Regions from separate parts of the Mus musculus genome. Here all the other regions are linked to region 2. The links are chromatin contacts, called in public Hi-C maps. All regions are on one chromosome and are shown on one strand. Each heading gives the region's core, a stretch centred on a gene start, on an enhancer-like site or on the middle of the called end of the contact. The rest is flanking DNA. Distances are from core to core; before and after follow the strand shown.

Region 1 (3,669 bases), core at 515-3,014, 250 kb after region 2:
TGATGAATGAACACAGCACACAGGAGTGATGATATTTTTCAAAGATTTATTCATGCATACATGTGTGTGTGTGTATCTATGTGAGTATGTATATCCACATGAAGGTATGTATGTCTGTGTGTACATGAATGCCAAAAGAAGGTGCCAAATCCCTCAGAACTGAATTAGCAGGTATTTTCTGGTCCTCATGACTGTACAGCAAAGTGCTCTTACCCAATGAGCCATCTTTCAGTCCCAGGAGCTCTGTCCCTAATCTACCCTGCCTGCATCTCCTGAGTGAGAGCTCAAGGAACAATCCATATGATGCCCTACACACAGTGTATGCTCACCAAGTGCAATTCTCTTCTATTTCCCTTGGGACGGGGCTCTGCTATTTGTGCATGGATATGTGATGCAGAAGACAGATGCTTGGATGGCTAGCTGAGATTCCCTGGTGATGAGCACTCTGGTATTCGAAAAACATTTAGAACTAGTGGTTCTCAACCTTCCTAATGCTGCAGCCCTTTAATACAGTTTCTCATGTTATGATGATCCCCAACCATAAGATTATTTGGTTGCTACTTCACAACTATAATGTTGCTACTGCCTTGAATCATAATATAAATACATGATATGCAGAATATCTCATATTCCATCCCCAAAGGGCCCACTGGTTGAGAACCACTGACATAAAGGCACCTAGAATTGAACAGTTAAGATGCCACTGTGTAAGCAGAGGCTCAATAAGTCCCTCTGTAATGTCTCCTGCCATCATTGTAAGAAGTAATTGAAGTAATGAGAATTTCATTATTCCTGTTTATGTTCCAGTGAGATGCTCAGTGCTCAGACTGTGGTCCCTGGACAAGTAATATCAACCTTAAACAAAGGAATATTAGGACCTCTGTTTCTCAGCCCCTCCTCCAGACACCCCAAGTCAGAACCTCAAGTTCACATCAAGTCTGACTGTCAGCAACTGTAAGCAACTTTTAGTTCTGTAAGTACTCCCCCCCCCCCCGTAGAGTTCCTTGGAAAACTGAAATATGCCTGACTTCTCTGTTTTGCACGTAGGATATACTTGACAAGTGCTAAATGGATGATAGTATGAAGACCTTAACCTGTATGGTCTTAAATCCCACCCACCACTTGGAGCTCTTCCACCCATCCCTTTCTGCTGTGATAGCGGGTATGTGTGCATGTTCGTGTGTGTGTGTGTGTGTGTGTGTGTGTGTGTGTGTGTGTGTGTTCAGTGGTGACTGCAGCTGCTGCACACTCAGCTGATGCCAGCCACAGATGCAAGCATTTAGCATGTGATTAAGGGCAGGGTAATCCACTTAATGTGGGTTGTGGGAGATATTTGGCAAAAACCAAGGTATTCAAGGGTTGGATTTTAGCTTCCAAAGATAATGTCTTTGCCAATTATTTAAAGCCCTCTCAGTAACTTGGATCACACCCAGATAGAAATAAGCTTCTTTAAGACAGACTTCTGTAAACAGGATGCCTGTTCACTTTCTTTTTCCAGTAGAGTCTTGATTCCGATGCGCTATGATGTCATATGGCATGAGGGTACTGTGATCCAGTGTCTTAGTGCACTCAAGCCAACTGAGCTTAATACCTGTAAAGGAGCAAGACCTTCTTTTGTTGTGTTTAGTAGCGTTTACTACTGGCTAACTTAATTAAAAAATTAATCTATTCAATCATTCAGCAAAATACTGCAGTGCCCGGCTTGAGGTTACCATAGTGAATATGAGAGCAGTCGCTGTTTCTACTCAGTAATTGCCAGGTGGTGAGGCTGGAATGAGAATGAAGCAATTACAGAGAGAGCCAAGGAGATGCAGACAGAGGTGGGAGAGGAAGGCAGGCAACCCTAGGCAAGAAAGGGCAGAGGCACACTAAGCTACATCCACCGGAAGTGACCTGTAGGCCAATACTTGAAGGGTGAGTAGGAGGTAAACAGTCAGGCTAGGAGGGAGGAAGTGAAACAAGGATAAAGAATAAAATAAAGCTTGAAAACAGGAGTGTGAGCTATGGCAGAGAGGGTGGTGAAGCAGTTAAGGATTAGGACAGTTGGGGAGATGTGTGTGGGTTATCTGCGGATATGTGTGTACGTTTGGGGGCAGGGGTGATAAGAGTCAAACTTGAGGAAATAAGGCAACATTGGACTTGACTAGGTATTGTGAAAGCTTCCAAGTGTTTACATCTCCCCTCCCCACCAAGTCCAGGAAATCTGGAGAGCTCAGGTGTTAACGGGGTCTTCCATAGTTCTCACAATCTGGACTGGATTAGCAGGCCCCCTCATCAGCCCATTCATTCATAAGACAAAATTGGATTGGTTCTCTGTGCTTCCCGGGGCCCTCGACCTGCTGTTCTGAGCTGAATGCCTCTTTCTTGCTTTGACTGCAACAATGCAAACTGTGAGAGCACCCTCAGTGCAGCCTTTAGAACTCTGTCAAAGACCAGTAGAGTTGATCATCAATCCCTGCTGATTCCACATCTGTGCATTCAGACGAACTCTAGTCAATACTCAGGAAAAATGGCAGCTTGCTGCAATGTACAGCCATTCTTCTTGTAATTAGTTTCTATACCATTGCTTGGACTCTGCGAGTGACTGTGCATCACATCCCTGTGGCTTTCTCCTTGGCTCCCTTGAAACAAGTGGGGCCATCTGCTGATCCCCAGGTGCAAATAGCTTCTGCTGGACTCCCTATGTTCAACCCTTCTTTGTGTGGCCCCTCTCCTATCTGTTGCTGTGCTGGCCACATACACACATCTGTCTCCATTACCAAATGTATGGCTCTGTACTGCCACTAGTAAAGGTGTTCAACAGGTCACATGTTGTGGTGGGTGACACAGGGTTAGGGGTTGGCAGTACTGTCCTGAATGTGTCCCTTTCCTGTGCTTCCTGCATGACTGGGGTGAGTCATTTAAGTTATAACTTTAGTTTTCCCAGCTGTGGAATGAGGACAGCAGCGCACCTATGCTGTCTCCACAAACATGACACAGAGATCATCGTGGCTGCTGAGATACTGATCTGTGAAGTTACATGAAATGGTGGGCTTTAGCAAGCACTGTGTACCAGGATAAGGTGATCTCAGGCACTGTGAACAAGGAGAGGGTCCTTACTGGCATCTCTACCCGTTTCTGGTAGAGTTAGAGGGAGAGGTCAGGACTCACGCCTCTCAGGTTCTAGACCTAATCGGCACCTTCCTGTCTGCAGCTTGCAAATAAGGTTTCATTTCATGATGGCTTCTGCATGGAGTCACTTAATGGTCGGCTCAATTAGAGACCATTTGGCCAAATGTAAATGTCATTTGAATCTATAATTGTGGGGACAGAATAATTTCTAGTAGTTTTTGATGACACACTCTACTTTGAAACATTTTTGGAGGGGGGGTCTGGTAGACCTATGTGAGGCAAACACACCCAATTTGTTCCCTCTTGTATGTAATTATCGGTTGGAGCTTCTTGCTGGCCTTTTTCGAAATGTTAATAGAATGACATTAAATTCCGGTTCATTTCAGAGCTGCTGTATTCTGCAAAAAAAGCTTCCCCAAGAAACTTTTAAAACAGATCCATAGTTAGAGTTTAAAAAAAAAAAGGAGGAAATAATTTCTTACTGTCATGTAGTGGCCCACACTGCTCTGATCTTACAGAGAGCTTAATGACTGGGAGAGGAGGGTTTAGAAACTCGCA
Region 2 (3,839 bases), core at 713-3,212:
CTCTGATCTCCATCCTCACTAACACAACAAGGCCTGCAGAATTCTTGGCCCAAATTGCAACTCCCATTGAATCTTGACTCTTTGGACCTCCCGTTTGGATAACAATTAATTGCCCCAAGATCAACAGCTTAGGCCAATGGATGCTGGCATTCCAGCCAAGTTTGAGCTGAGTCACTCATTTGTGTGTGGGGGGGGGGGGGGCGGGGGGGGGGTCATGGAGAGGAGGCTGTCCAACACCAGCTGATAAATCATCTTCATTGACCATTCAGTTCCATGGCATCTCTTCCAATCACCTAACCTACGAGGGAGAGCTTACTTCTTTCTTTATGAAGAAGGCAGCTGCAGATGCATGGGCTGCCTACACAGATACACATGTGCTGACAAGAGGACATGAAGCTTCTGGATTCCCATCCAATTTGTGTCTCTTATTCCTCCTTTGAGAAACGGAAGCATCTAGAGAGCAATAAAGTTCTTAGGATGAAAATCCAAAGAAAAGACAAACCTTGAACAGTACATTTAAAAGAAAAAGAAAAATGAAGAAACCACCCTTGAAGATCATCAGATAGGTACCGCTATTGCATAAGTCTGCCAGAAGATGGGGCCACGTGTACTTGTCTAAAGTCCTTTGCAAACTCCAGAGGTTGGCAGGGAAAAAGGACATATTTATACCACAGGATGCATTTAGGGTAGATTTGTGTTTGTTTGTTTGGTTGGTTAGTTGGTTGGTTTGTTTTGATTTTTTTACAGTCTCTCATCCTTTCCTTCCTTTCTTCCTCCCCATCTCCTTTCTTTTCTTTCTTCCAATCATTGTACATTCTTGGGAAACGATCAGAGAACCCCCACTTTTCTTGTATTTTTAAGTATATGTATGTAATAACAACCTCTCTAGTTTGACTTTGAAAATGAATAAAGCAAAAGCCATGCACGGCCCTTCCACTAGGCTGTCATTTCTTTCAGGTTTTTAACCCATAAAAAAATAGAAGTTGAATGACATCTACCATACACATTTGGTAGAGCCTTATTTTAAGCCATGGAGAGCCTCAGAATAAAGGTAAAACACCAGCCAACAAAGAGGTATTATCTATCTGCAGGGACTGGCCTGAGAGATTTCATTATCACACCACTCCCACATCAGGGAGGTAAAACAACAAAAGGCAGGAAGCAGGGGCCATTTGTGAATGGGCAGAGGAGGCGTTGAAAGGATGAGCTAGAAGCAGGGGGAATAAGAAGGAACAGGAAAATGGTATGTCTTATTTTCTCCAGCTTTGTAATTTACTGTATTCAACTTTTGAAACACGCTATTAAGTATCTGTTTTCTTCCTTTATTAAAGGACTAATTTCCCCCTCTTACTCAACTTCTCTGCTTTAGTCTAAAGAAAAAATTGATTGCAATAAAATACAACGATCATTTCCATGACAATATCAAGAGTTTCGAAATCAAGCTCACAACTTCTGAGCGCAATTATGTCACAGCTCCTGGAAAATTGGCCTCACAGAACAGATTGTGCTAAATCCTAAGCTTGTTCCTAATCAGGGCCCAGCATACAGAGCGCCTTTGTCAGCCGAGGGGTGATTGTGATGAGCCCTGTTGAGGCTTGGACCATCTTCTCTCAGACATCTTGGCAGTCCTGAATACCAGGAATTTACAGATTTTTGTAGCACAATTTAGTATCTGGTTTAGGTTCAAAAGCAAATGGTTTGACCATGACTAATCTTGCTTATTTTAGAACCATTGTCTGGAGAGATTCTGAGATACCTTCTCTTGTGGAAATTGTCACCTAGTTCACATACATGCACACACCAGACACATACGTACGCATACACACACACACACACACTTTAAAATACTCTGGTATTTTTCAGTACCCATGAAGTTAGAATTTGTGCAGTTGTGTATAGGACATCTCCTGGCTAGAGACACTTGTCTTGTGTCTTAGGATGTGGGCTGCCTGAAAGAAGGCTTTTTTGGGCTCAATTCAATGCCAAGTTCTGAGTCATGCTATGGTCTGTTGGTTAGAGAAGTAGGGTTGCCAAGGATGCTAAAGCCCAGGATGGTTAGCTTTAGTAAGGTTTCCATAAAGCCCACCTTTCAGCCAGCTAACTGACAGCATAGCCACAGTGATAAGAGCAGCTACTCAATCAGGGGTGTCTCAGATGATATCCTTGTTCAAGATTACAGATGAGGTGAAAGTCAGCTAGTTTGCTGTGCCACCTTCACCAAACAGTTATGAAAAAGACCACAATCACTTTCATTGTCTTCTTTCTATCAAAGGGTACAGAAATGGAAATTGTTCCAGATACTAACCATTGTCCTTTGAGAATGCAGGGCACAGTGTTGTCTGGGTTATAAATAAACTCATCCCACATTTAGGTTTCATTCAGGACATCCCAATTGTGTGTCATTAGTACCTGTAGCTAGCACAGTGCCAAGCACAAGGCAAAAACACTTAATACGAGTGAATCATTATTACCCTTCATCGCTTGCAACAGATTAAAATGTGGAAAAGCTCCAGGACACAATGGAATCAATCAGCTCCAGTAATTTTCATGTGTTTTAAAGTCATGAATAACAATGTACAGAAACAAAAGTGTGACCAGAAGCCCAAACTTGTAGAATAGACTCAAGAGAGATGTTTCTGAATAAGATAACAGGACCTAGAAGGTAAAGCATCTTTGCCTTCGAGGTCTTTGCCCCCTTTCCTTTGCCCTGGAATGCTGCTGAGAAAGTTTCTAGAAACTTAAGAATTCCAACCTTGATGTTCTGATAGTCAGTCACTTTAAACCTAGCCTAGACCTTGAATCAACAGGTTCCGAGAAAGAAAAAGATTCATACAGGAAGGAAGAAGAGGCCGTCATCTGTTCTATTTTGTGGTAACGACACTGAGGTGTACATGATCATGATGCCTGTTTGGAGGCAGTGTAAGCCCCTCAGAATGTACTAAGCTGGTGGCAGAGACAGATATCTTCATAGGAATAATGACTAAGGCGTTCTTGGCATAGCCCCAGATTGTGGTCTAGACAGTCTTACAGGGCTCAGAAAGTGCTAATAATCTGGACAGGTCTGTGGGGCAGGCTCCAGGGAGCGAGCTTATTATCCTCTTGAAGAAAGGGTAGGCCATCCCTGAGCTTGAGGGAGATGTGGGAAATAATGACCATTCACTCAGAGGGATCTCTGAGGGAAAAGGTGTAGAACAAAGAATCTGTAGAAAGATAAGAAAACTGACTTCTCTACCAATTGGTCAGGGCATTATTAATCTAACGGAGAAGTCATGAGGACAGCATTGACACTGCAGGGCGGGAGAAGAGATAGACTTTATCAAATGAGGTGCTCTTGGAGACTCAGCATAGAGAAGGTGATGCTCGTAGTCAAGCTCTTGGAAGAGTAATCAAGTGCTAAGCATAAAATGAAGGGCTGAGGCAGGGGAACCAGTTGAGAGATAATTGCTGTAGTTCAGCAGGACATTATGATGCCTTGGAATAGATGTTGCAGTGGACTGAGAAGAAAGGAAAGGGTGTGGAAGAAACAACAACCTGACTCAGAATAGAATGAAAGAGATAGAAGACCTGGGACGCAGGCAAGAAGAGAAGCTGGCTCAGCAGGCCAGCAGGTGGTACTGGTGTTCACAGAGAGAGGCATGGAGGTGAGTTGGAGTTTGACCTGGATGAATGTGTGGGGCTTATGGGATACTAAGTAGAAAGATGCAGAGGATTCTACCTGCAGGTTGATTCCAGGGTCTATCAATCCCGCCACTCTTAGCTTGGTGATTTTGGAAAGATCATTTAATTTCTCTTCGGCAGGAGTTGGCTCTTCTGACAGCTGTGCAGCTGAACTCAGGGAG
Region 3 (3,905 bases), core at 775-3,274, 210 kb after region 2:
CAGGGGAAGTTGGGTGAAGACTGCCCAGGTCCTCTGCCTTGTTGGCAGTATGTCCTCTGTCTGGTTAGTTCAAATACGCATTAGAGAAGTGTGTCTGATGGTTCCTTCCTCCTATACCTTCTAAGTACTTCTCCTGGGAAGTGTAATCCTTAACCATTGGATCTGTTTCTCTTAAGGCTTTGTTGCTTCTTTAGGGCAGTTACCCTCTGTCCAAGAGTGCTTCTTGGGCTCAGTGCTGAGCCGGTGTTTACAAATGTTTATTGATTCTTTCTGCTGAAAATATCAAAACAAGCAGATTTCTTTTCTAAGACATGCTAGGACCATCTGTGAAGTTTTGCAACAAAATTCACATTTTAAAAATTCTACTTTATGCTAGAGATTTCCATATACAATTCTCTTGGTGAAGCCTCATACTGATTTTATGAGGGACAAACCAAATTTTCCCACTTTCGGTATGAGAAGCATAAGCAATGGAAAGCTTGATCTATATACTCAAGACATGTAGGTCATAAATAGTTGGAATTTAAGCTAGGATTTAGACAATTTATTAATTATCAATTCCTGTTTGCCAGGAACTGTTCTCAGAGCTTGCCAGTGGTGAAATAAATACGGGTGATTAAAAAATAATAAAGCCTACGTCACCACCAAAATAATAATAAATAATAAAGTAGCAAATGTGATGTGTGAAGCAGAATTCACAGGGAATACTGAATTTGTCCAGTGTTCAAAGAAGGAGTAGAGAAATAGGATCTTTGAAAAGAGAATACTCCATGAACAGGGCCACTGGGGGGGAGGGGTCCCATAGCAGACATACACCTGGTAAATGTAAGTAGATGGCCCAAGCTGGAACAGTAAGCGCATGTAGCAGGCCAGTTCCCAGAGTCCCAGAGAGGACACTGCAAGACCCCTGTGATGAATCTGGCTTCCCCCTGAGTGATTCCAGAACACAGCAGTAGTATTTGGAGCAGATGGATTCCGTGAGCTGACTCACGCTGCCATTGGTTCTCTGGCTGCTTAGAGAAGACAAAGCTGAAGGCTGAAGTGGGAGGGAGGAGGGGGGGAGAGGGGGGCATGTTTAAAGGTCAAAACCAGGCAGATCGGGTGAGAGTCAGCAGCAGTATTCCAGGAAGAGGCTGGCTGCCTAGACCCTGGAGTGGTAGCAGGAGAGCTGGCTATTCTGTGAGGTCTCATCTGCATCTACCTGTCACTGATGATCATACCTACTTTGAGGGTTATAGAATCTCTGATATTTGGTTTCTCATGTGCAATGGCCTTTTCTTTCTCCCCTCTGCCCAGCTGGTTCATAATCTAATGCTCTCTCCAGATGCTTTGCATATCCACTCCATGTTTCTCTGCAAACTTCCTACCTCCTGCTCCTTCTATGGTCTTCTTTGTGTTCAAACCTTAGTGATCCTGCAGCTCTCTCTTGCCTGCCTTTCCAGGCTAGTGTTGTGATAGTCCTAGATACATCTTTCTCCTAATATATTTTAGGGTATATGACCAAGGGTCCAAGTGTACTAGCTACTGTATGAGTTTGGAATGGAATGAGTCTCCCTCCTATCCACTGCAAAGACAAAAGGGTGATAAAATGACACCCAGTGTCCTTGTCTACTAACAGATCAGAACTCATGATTGTGTCAAGGCTTTGCCATGTTGTTCAGCAAAACTTCACAGAAGAATTTGTGTTACAACCAGAGAAGGCGACAGAGAACAAGATGGTAAGGAAGTATGCCCCAGGATATTGTGGAATCCTTGTGCAGGTACTAGCATTTCTGTTTCACAGATGAAGAAAACGACTATCAACAGACTGCCCTGCCTGTCTCCTACCTAAGCTCCCAAGGTGAAGAATGTTTGACCTCTGGAGAAGACAACAGATTCTTTGTTTTAAAACAACAAATATAAAACAATAAAAAGAAACCTGTTTCGTTTCGTTTTGTTTTGCTTTTTTTCAGGCCTAGACACGAGTGTGTCAATGAGTCAAACAGCAATGTCTCCAGAGGATTGGTCGGTGCCAGGCTGTAAGATGGATGCATCCCAGATGGGCTTTCCCACAGCCGATGCTGGGAGCTTCCCCTTGGCCCACATAGCGAAGGGGTGTGGGAAAGCTTTCCCAGACATGCGAGTACAGCTAAGCACGTGACTTGGGGCTGGGAAGAGATTTACAGCAAGCAACCTGGCAATGGAATGGCCCAGTCCAGCCAGGAATGGCATGCTAGAACAAAATCCCGCATCCTGGGATGAAGCAGCCAGTTTGCTTTGAATGTGTTTAGAGAGTCTTTGTGCTCCTAAGGAAGTGCAGGATGCGTGAGCTGCTGGCTTAGAACTGGGTGCAAGACTGCACTAAACAGGTGCCATATCCCTACCTGCAAGAGTAAAGTAGAAGACTTTACTGGCTGCCTTGCACCCCATTAACACTTTATACACTTCCCATGATCCTACCTTGACAGAATGTATGGTCCCTTGCCAGAATATGGTAAGGGGCCAGAGAAATTGGCTATTTAAAGCTAAGTTCCCCTTTGTATTTATCTACCATAAGAACTTTCTACAAGATCAAATAAGGGAGCCCACATTGACTAATTTATGTACAACTTTGATGAGACTGTAGAGGTGAATTATTTGGGCAAATAGCCATTTAGATATTTCAGTAAACATATAATTGCAAAAATAGAAATAGTATATGCACACACACACACACACACATATATATACACATCTACACATAAATACACACATATGTATATATGCATTATATACATCATATACACATATGCATATACAATGGTCAGCTTATTTGAAATGTAGCAGATGTAATGGACTATGTAATGTTATGGGAGAGTCTTGGCTAATCAGCTGAAGCTCTCAGCAGCAATGAATAAGGTTTTATGTAAGGGGATTCTGCTTTCAGAAAGTGACATAGAAATCCTGCCCGAGTTTCCATCCCTCAGACTGCAGCTACAGTATCAGCTCTTACTTGAATCTCCAGCCTGCCCCTGGCCATAGATTTTGAACTAAACAGCTTCCACACAGATATGAGCCAGTTGCTTAAAATCCATTACGTCCCCCCGCCTCTCCTCTGTGTGTGTGTGTGTATGTATGTATGTATGTATAGATGTGTAAACATATATACATGGATGTTCCCACTTGAACCACTGAGATAGTCTAGAGACTGTGAAAGCTTTCTCTCAGGACTCCTCATATGCACAAATCACCCATGCTGGAATTATACTTGGAGGCAGTGTAAAGCACTGAGTCAGGAAGAAAGATGAGGTTAGAGAATGAGGCCAAACTCTGCACTGACAAGCTGCACCTCTGGAACTGTGGCCCCAGAGGACAATTCAGTCTCATCTCTGTGGCTGGTTCTTCCATGTAGACTCCCAGCTGAGGTGATGGACTGCCTGAGGTGCTGTGTTGTTTTTTGAAATACAGTATCTATGAATTATCCTGTAGAGACAACTAACCCACTATCCAACAGCTCACCCAGCCAGCCAGCCACCTACTCATCTCTCCTCTAATAAACATCTAGGACCCACATCTACCAGCTCCTGTCCTGAGTGATGCCAGGGGAAGGCACTCGGATGCACACACTTGAGGTCTGTGGTCAGGGTAGAATCCTAGCTACAAGAACTGTAAGGGGAAATCCCAAGCCTTTCTTTGGACAGCTTCAGCTTATAATTGTACCTCTTCAGTCTGACCTTTTCCCTGGGGCATATGGTCTGCACTTTTGTGGCTGGCCATGGTTTCCATCCTTAGCTATATGCCGTCTTACTCCATCCTGGATTTCAGGGCCTTGGAATTTAGCACCCTTTGATGATTTATTTTCCTCCTCCCTGTTCATCCCAGAATCCTATCTGTCAGAGAAGACAGACACTTATTCATCTCCCCCGACCCCAGGCTTAGACAATCTA

Evidence for each region. A called contact is a pair of places that touch in the nucleus more often than the background predicts.
Region 1: a Hi-C map of the N1E-115 cell line shows a contact between it and region 2, with 7 times the contacts expected there. The contact joins two enhancer-like sites. A contact is called at or near these places in 8 of 484 Hi-C or Micro-C datasets (the N1E-115 cell line, adipose-derived mesenchymal stem cells, cardiomyocytes and 5 more), 3 of 115 datasets of contacts at active chromatin or transcription factors (acute myeloid leukemia and embryonic stem cells) and 1 of 9 other capture datasets (embryonic stem cells).
Region 3: a Hi-C map of the N1E-115 cell line shows a contact between it and region 2, with 5 times the contacts expected there. The contact joins two enhancer-like sites. A contact is called at or near these places in 1 of 15 datasets of contacts at CTCF or cohesin (pro-B cells), 4 of 484 Hi-C or Micro-C datasets (the N1E-115 cell line, hematopoietic stem and progenitor cells and liver) and 1 of 115 datasets of contacts at active chromatin or transcription factors (embryonic stem cells).

Annotation. Positions count from the first base shown.
Region 1 is chr5:43,106,041-43,109,709 of GRCm38.p6, reverse strand. No RefSeq gene overlaps it. Among named protein-coding and RNA genes, the nearest start is that of Gm43700, 69 kb to the right of the region's middle. Within about 2 kb of position 1,764, at least 10 of the 459 cell types and tissues checked have an H3K27ac peak or open chromatin away from gene starts, as enhancers often do. A contact at or near this core is called in the N1E-115 cell line and neural progenitor cells, where this site is marked.
Region 2 is chr5:43,357,259-43,361,097 of GRCm38.p6, reverse strand. All of the region lies in intron 1 of Gm43699 (a long non-coding RNA gene), which reads right to left. Among named protein-coding and RNA genes, the nearest start is that of Gm43699, 4.8 kb to the right of the region's middle. Within about 2 kb of position 1,962, at least 34 of the 459 cell types and tissues checked have an H3K27ac peak or open chromatin away from gene starts, as enhancers often do. A contact at or near this core is called in the N1E-115 cell line and neural progenitor cells, where this site is marked.
Region 3 is chr5:43,146,885-43,150,789 of GRCm38.p6, reverse strand. No RefSeq gene overlaps it. Among named protein-coding and RNA genes, the nearest start is that of Gm46911, 62 kb to the left of the region's middle. Within about 2 kb of position 2,024, at least 19 of the 459 cell types and tissues checked have an H3K27ac peak or open chromatin away from gene starts, as enhancers often do. A contact at or near this core is called in the N1E-115 cell line, where this site is marked.